Regions from separate parts of the Mus musculus genome. Here region 1 is linked to region 2. Evidence: chromatin contacts called from public Hi-C data. All regions are on one chromosome and are shown on one strand. The core of a region is the stretch at or near the end of the contact, and the rest is flanking DNA. Distances in the headings are between cores, read along the strand shown.

Evidence for each region. Hi-C and Micro-C count contacts between places; a contact is called where the count stands out from the background.
Region 1: a Hi-C map of liver shows a contact between it and region 2, with 4 times the contacts expected there. The contact joins the enhancer-like site here to the promoter of Dgat2 in region 2. A contact is called at or near these places in 12 of 39 promoter capture datasets (the 3T3-L1 cell line, 3T3-L1-derived adipocytes, embryonic stem cells and 6 more), 1 of 15 datasets of contacts at CTCF or cohesin (liver), 49 of 484 Hi-C or Micro-C datasets (the AML12 cell line, the C2C12 cell line, the C3H10T1/2 cell line and 27 more), 21 of 115 datasets of contacts at active chromatin or transcription factors (Th17 cells, bone marrow-derived dendritic cells, bone marrow-derived macrophages and 16 more) and 3 of 9 other capture datasets (adipose tissue, liver and pancreatic islet).

Annotation. Positions count from the first base shown.
Region 1 is chr7:99,223,338-99,226,560 of GRCm38.p6, reverse strand. It overlaps Mogat2 (monoacylglycerol O-acyltransferase 2), which reads left to right. Exons shown (of 6, transcript NM_177448.4): 3 at 2,856-3,060. Among named protein-coding and RNA genes, the nearest start is that of Mogat2, 14 kb to the left of the region's middle. Within about 2 kb of position 1,695, at least 33 of the 459 cell types and tissues checked have an H3K27ac peak or open chromatin away from gene starts, as enhancers often do. A contact at or near this core is called in the AML12 cell line, adipose tissue, beige adipocytes and 6 more, where this site is marked.
Region 2 is chr7:99,180,710-99,184,311 of GRCm38.p6, reverse strand. It overlaps Dgat2 (diacylglycerol O-acyltransferase 2), which reads left to right and starts at 1,599. Exons shown (of 8, transcript NM_026384.3): 1 at 1,599-1,920. The coding sequence starts at 1,800.

The sequences.
Region 1 (3,223 bases), core at 446-2,945, 42 kb before region 2:
AACAAGTCTGTCAGGCAAGCATTACCACCGCCCTGTTAACAGCTGAGGCATGGAGGAGGAGGGTCCGGCAGAATCCTGAGGTGAGCTTCTAGACTCCTAGCTTAGGATACTCTCTCTCACGAGCTCGGTGGAATCCAGGTGGTGTGTCAGGACAGGATTAGGGTCGGAGATGCCGTCATCCTGAGGAAGCCACATCAGCCTCTTCCGCTGGCTTCCTTCCTTCTTTCCCTCAGTCTGAGGGAAAGTCTTTCTGAGGCATCTCCTCTGTCCTGTCGTGTTGTGGAGACAGGATGCATAGGAGACATAGCCTCCAGTCTTCCCAGGGAACAGTGGCTGGGTAGCACAGAAGATACCAGTAGGAACCACCTGTGGGAAAGCTCAGACCAGCACTCAGTGGGACCACGGCCATCCTCCAGGGCATACACTTGCACGTGTGCACGTCAATACGTACGCAAATGTCAGTTCACAGGGTCCCCATGCTCGCCAGGATATTTCTCTCTATGCAAATGCTTTACTGTCATGGGTACAATTGTTCATTTGTGCATGTATTTATTTAAAGTAGTAATGTGTTCTTGTTCAAAATCCAGGAGGACAGAAAAGCAGGTATAAAAAGACTCCATTCTAGGGCCGAGGAGGTAAAGCACTTGCCTCACTTGAAAGCCTGAAAACTTGAATTTGATGCCCAGTACAAATGTAAAAATGCCAGGTGTAGTGGCCACCTGTAATCCTCTCACTGAGGGGGCAGAGACAGGGAGGATCCACAGGGTTCACTGGCTAGATAGTCTAGGACATACTCATCACCCCAGGTCCCATCCTTGGGAGCATCTCTGAGCATCAGTGTTTGGTGCAGTCATGCTCAGTGGCCGTGCCCTGCACTCACTGTCCTGCTCCTGGCTGCTCACTTGACATGTGATCTCAGCTTGTTTCATAATCCTCTCTGGCTGTAGTGTCCCTTGTGTGCCTCATTCCCGGTTTGTCCAGACAAGCCCTGTTGGTGGACATCTGTGTGGAGGACAAGTTTCTGATATTAACAAACACCGATTCTTCCATGAATGACATCGCTCAGATGGCGTTTGCCCAAAGTGCAAGCAATTCCATAGGCTAAACCCCTCAGCCGTGAGCTACTGGGATGCAAGATCCATTCTCTTTTGTTTTGCTTTCATAAATTTCCATTTGTTTTCATAGAGGGGCAGAATTTACATAGCAAGTGTTCCCACGTAAGGAATAAGGAATGACCACCTTATCCTGGGATAGTGCCTCTTCCAGTGGCAAAAGCCAGAGCTCTGACTCCACTGGGTTTCCAACATCTCCTAGGTCCCCTCTGCACTAGGGGAGGGGCTGGACTTCGTGTGGGAAGGCAACAGCCCCTCTGCCTGTGGCTCCTGCAATCCTTCTTGCAGTACCTGTGGTACTCTGGAGGGGCTTGGGGACCCTGTGTGGTAAGGGTTTTCATAGGTCAAGTCAAGATCAAGGACAGGAGAATTGGGAGCTCTAATGCCTGGATGGGCAGACAGGCTCAGGACCCCGTGTTTACTCCCAGACTGCTGAGGCCAGCTGTGGCCCTAGAGGCAGCAAGAAGAATCCTCAGGGAGACTGCTACTGTGGGAGTTTCAGCTTGCTGACAGGATAGCTGTTCACTTGGCAAAGCTTAGTCTGTGGAAAGTACTGCCTCTCTCCCAGGGGGTGCAAAGTCCATGCTGCTGGTCCTAACAGGAGGCCTCCTGCCCAGGGATCAGCCAGGGGGCTGTGACCTGCTCACTACTCCCATGACTGTGGCTCCCAGAGCAAGGGGCAAACAGGTTCCTGGCAGTGAGAAAGGACTGCTCCCACCTGTAACATGGCCTCCAGCAGTGATCTTTGAATGTAGATAGCACCCAGGCAGAGCAGTGTGTGTGTGTGTGTGTGTGTGTGTGTGTGTGTTTGCCTGCCTGCCTGTCTGTCTTTCTGTCTCTGTCTGTCTGTCTGTCTGTGCCTGTGTCTCTATGTGTCTGTGCATGTCATGGCCCACCAATGGAGATCAGAGAACAACCTAAGGAGTCAGTCCTTGCCTTTCTCCTATTTTGTGACAGTCTCTGTTGTTTCCTCCCTGTACTTTCTTTTGTCTTTTGAGTGAGGTTAAGATGGGGTGATGCCTGCATCGTGGCGCCCCCATGTGGCCCTCATATCCTTCACTTCTGTCTTAGCTACTTTTCTATCGCTATGAAGAGACACCATAGCCAAGGCAACCTATAAAAGAAAATATTTAACCGGGGCTTGCTCAGCTTCGGAGAGTGAGTCCATGGTCATTACGACAGTAAGCACAGTGGCAAGCTGGCAGGCATGGTGCTCGAGCAATAGCTGAGAGCTTATCCACAAATTGGAGGCAGGGAGAAAGCCAGACTGGGTCTGATGTGGGTTTTTAAAATCTCAAAGCCCACTTCGAGTGACACACCTCCTCCAACAAGGCCATGCCTCTTAATCCTTCCCAAAACAGTTCCGCCAACTATGGACCAAGCCTTCAAATATATAAGCCTATAGGAGCTATTCCCATTCAAGCCATCACAGCTCTTACCCAGTAACCAAGAATTCCAGTCTCTTTCTGCCTAAGCCTCTCAGCAGAAGGAACAGGGTCTTCCCGGGACAGGGCCAAGTGTTCCAACTTCATACATAGACATCAGGTGAACAATTTGCCCAGAGCCAGCACCCAGTCTGAGGGCACCCATGTGTTACCCACTGTCCCACACAGCACCCATCTCTGTGGAAGCATCCAGTATACTCAGGATTATGAACATCTTGAGACTCAGAGGCCCAGACTGACACAAGCCAGTAGCAGAGCCAGGACCTGCTGTTCATCACCAGTTTACTGTCTCTTGCAGTTGGTCAAGACAGCTGAGCTGGACCCTTCCCGGAACTACATCGCGGGCTTCCACCCCCATGGAGTCCTAGCAGCTGGAGCCTTTCTTAACCTGTGCACTGAAAGCACGGGCTTTACCTCGCTTTTCCCGGGCATCCGCTCCTATCTGATGATGCTGACTGTGTGGTTCCGGGCCCCCTTCTTCCGAGATTACATCATGTCTGGGGGTGAGTCTCTACCCAGCCCCAGGTAGTCAGGAGGAAGCTGGGTGGATAGGGGGATCTGACAGAGGACTGTCAACAGCTCTGTGTTTCTTTCAAGAACTTGCTCAGTAACAGCAGAGGCCCAAAGAGACCCAAAGAATATCCTGCATTTCTGTTCTGGGAAAGC
Region 2 (3,602 bases), core at 350-2,849:
TCTCCCACTCACCCAGCTCCCCACTGCAACCTGTCCTCACGTTTATTTCTCATACTCTGTCAAGAGGGATCCTACAATTCATCTTACCTCTTTCGTTTCTTTTAAGGCTCTCCCAGAACCCAGTCCCACCCCAAAGTCTTAAGAGAGACACTGGAGGATTTTCTAATCCCATGTCACTGCAGTCTCCATCTCCCACGTTGCCAGGACTACAGTCTCTATGGTCCTGCCCCAATCCAGACATGCTGACTGATGCTGCCCTTCGGCTTGTGCTCACACCCTCATTCTGCGGAACTCCTCTTCCTCTGTGGGCAATGGGAATGAGTCCCAGTGCCTGTAGTGAGCTTAGTCCATATACCTCAGTTCCTCAATTCTCAAAGCCTCTCACAATACAATCACGGGTGTTCCCGTTTTTACAGATGTGAAAGAAAACTGAAGCTGCAAACTGCGAGTGGTGGCACATGCCTTTCACTCAGCACTAGAGTCAGACAAAGGTGCATCTCTATAAATTCAGGCCAGCCTAGTCTACATAGTGCCAGGACAGCCAGGGCTACAAGGAGAAACCCAATTTCTAAAAAGAGAAAAGAAAAGAAAAACCAAAACATCAACATTCACACAACCCTCAACCCCACACCCTGCCCCCCTCCGGCAAACCAAGCCAAACAAAAGACACCCTGAAGTTGAGGAAAAGAGAGGAAGAGAGGTCTGGAACTGGGCTTGAAGTCCATCACTCACTATGCTTGTAGTATTGCCTTTGTCTTTGGTGTTTGGAGACAGGGTCACTATGTAGCCTGGGCTGGCTTCAAACTCTTGCATACATACAGGAGAGGGAGGGAGAGAGAGAGAAGAGGCGAGAGAGAGAGAGAGAGAGAGAGAGAGAGAGAGAGAGAGAGAGAGAGAGGAGAGAGAGAGAGGAGAGAGGGGAGAGAAGGGGGAGAGAGGAGAGAGAAGAGGCGAGAGAGAGAGAGAGAGAGAGAGAGAGAGAGAGAGAGAGAGAGAGAGAGAGAGAGAGAGAGGAGAGAGAGAGCGAGCTGCTAGGATTGTAGGATTACAGGTAGTAGACTCCATCGCTCTAGGTTCCTTCCTGATAAGACTCAATCACTCCTATTTTTTTGCTGGTAAAAGGAAAGGCTGCGGCACTTGGGTAACTGTCAGGTCCAGCTGTAACCTAACGAATTCCAACACTACTCACTGCAGGCTAGGCCTGCCCAAGGAAAGCACAGCCAAAAGGGACACAGGCACCCGCACGGTCCGGATCGTCCCGCACGTGCTCAAACTCCCTGCCCACGTTCCAGCTGCTGGACCGTACTAACGTCTGAGAGAGAGGCTTGGGAGAATGACAAGGCGGTCGCTGGGGCAACCAGGAGTAGTTTCATACACCGGGACTCCGGCTCCCTTGCCCGTATTCTATAGACTCTGAACCGTACAGTTCAGGCCATGCTGCCTTCCTGGGCTCTGTGCATAGTTTATCGCCGGGAGTCTCACCCCCTACAAGAACATGGCACAGTCCGGGGCGGACCCTTTTGCCCCGCCCTATAGCGTCACGACCCGCCCCGTTGTGAGGTTATAAAGTGCGCGCGCAGCGGCGCTCGGCGCCGTGGCCGCGCTTCGCTGGCTTTCTGCTCATCTAGGGTGGCAGCGGCTACCTACCTCAGCTCTCGCCCTGCTGCCGCCACGGCCTGGGCGCTGTCCCTCAGCTCCCGGAGCTCAGCGCGAAGCCCTGGCCCCGGCGGCCGGGGCATGGGTCAGGGGCGCGGCGTGAGGCGGCTTTCTGCACGGCCGTGACGTGCATTGGCTTCAGCATGAAGACCCTCATCGCCGCCTACTCCGGGGTCCTGCGGGGTGAGCGTCGGGCGGAAGCTGCCCGCAGCGAAAACAAGAATAAAGGATCTGCCCTGTCACGCGAGGGGTCTGGGCGATGGGGTGAGTGTCAGTCATCCCTAGGGCTTTCATCCTGAGGGCACCCACAGCAAGACGACTTTCAGGAAGGGACTTTGGCCAAAGCGTGCTGCCCTGTGCTGGACGGACGGCTAGCTAGTTCAGGTCGGAGTCCCAGACAATTATTTCCAGTTTTTAAAAGGTCTCGCCTTGTAGCCTAGGCTGGCTTCCAACTCTTAATCCTCCTTCCTTGGCATCCCAGGTGCTGTGATTGCAGGTGTGCCACTACAACTAGCTTCTCTTTAGGGGAACTTGACTCTTCTGCATCCTGTCATTTGGTTAAGGATGAGGCAAGATTCATGCTTAGCTCGGCTGGTTACCCAGTTTGAGCCAGGCAACCTGGTATCCTAGGCTAGCCTGGCTTCATTCTCCATCCTGGTACTCACTAATGTTGCAACACGTGTTACATCACTTGCCATCCCCCCAGCTGCTGAGGGCGACACCACCCACTCAGCTCAGTTAGTAGTGATATTTCACTCTCCAGCCCCCAGTACTGATCTACCTCACAAGGTGGAGCAGGATTTGGCTGGGAGGAACTGGATGGGGCAGGGTGGTAAGTAGGGTTTTGTAATCCCCTGAAACAGTCACTGGATGGAGAACATGCCTGCCTGGAACCAGGTGTGCCCCAACTGCCCTCTGCCCCAGCTTTTGTGGGCCAACCCAGACTGTGAAGCCCTCACAGCGCAACCCTGAGTCTGACATACTTAGAAGAGGGGTGGGAAACCCTTGGATTTTTTTCGTTTGTTTAGTCTGTGTAACAGCTCTGTTTGTCCTGGTATTCTATAGACCAGGCTGGCCTTGAACTCACAGAGATCTGCCTAAGTTGATTATCCTTCTAGAAGTTGTGTCTGCCTTCAAGATAGAACCGAGGCCTTCAGTGAATGGGGAAGGGGGGCATACAGTTCAAATCACACCTCAGCCTTTTCCATACAAGGCAAAGCACCCCACGTTGCTTAGCTGAAGCTGCAGAAACTGAAGGAGGAGGAACGAGCTACCCCAGTTTTCCTTAGAAAGGGCAGCGGTGATGCACACCTTCAATCCTAGGACTTGGGAGGCAGAAGCAGGCAGATCTCTTGAGAGTGAGTCCAGCCTGGCTTACAGGATGAGTTAGTTCCAGGACATATTAGTTGTGGTAATCTTGAAAGTTTAGGCAATCAGGAACAAAATAAGATTGCTGGTAAACCAACTATCTAGTGGTTACATCTCTTAGTACATGTTGTATAAAGTCAAGAATATGAGATAGAGATACACGCACACGCACACACACACACGCGCACACAGTTCTAAATTCAGTCTTCTCTTAATGGTACGGCATGAATATTTCTTACCATTTGTATGTCTGCCATTCTCACATGCTGGTGGCTGCAAGCTAACCCATGCTGGGGCTCCATCAGAGTGTTTCCACCTGGCATTGGCACCAGTCCTAGCTGACTGTTGCTATGGTTATCTGCCCCTGGAGAAGTGTTTCCATCCTAGGGGGCAAGCCCCTGGAGCTGCCCCACATACAGCCTACAGCTTCCACTGGCCTCTTCTCAGTGCTTCTCTCTTCCTTGGGCCTTTTGATTCCCTTAACAGGGAAGGACGCGATCTGCCCATGTCAATGCTTTTAAATATTCTCAGTCTCTGGGTAATGGCCCCTGCCTGCGGTCTGCTATGGCCCCTCCTGG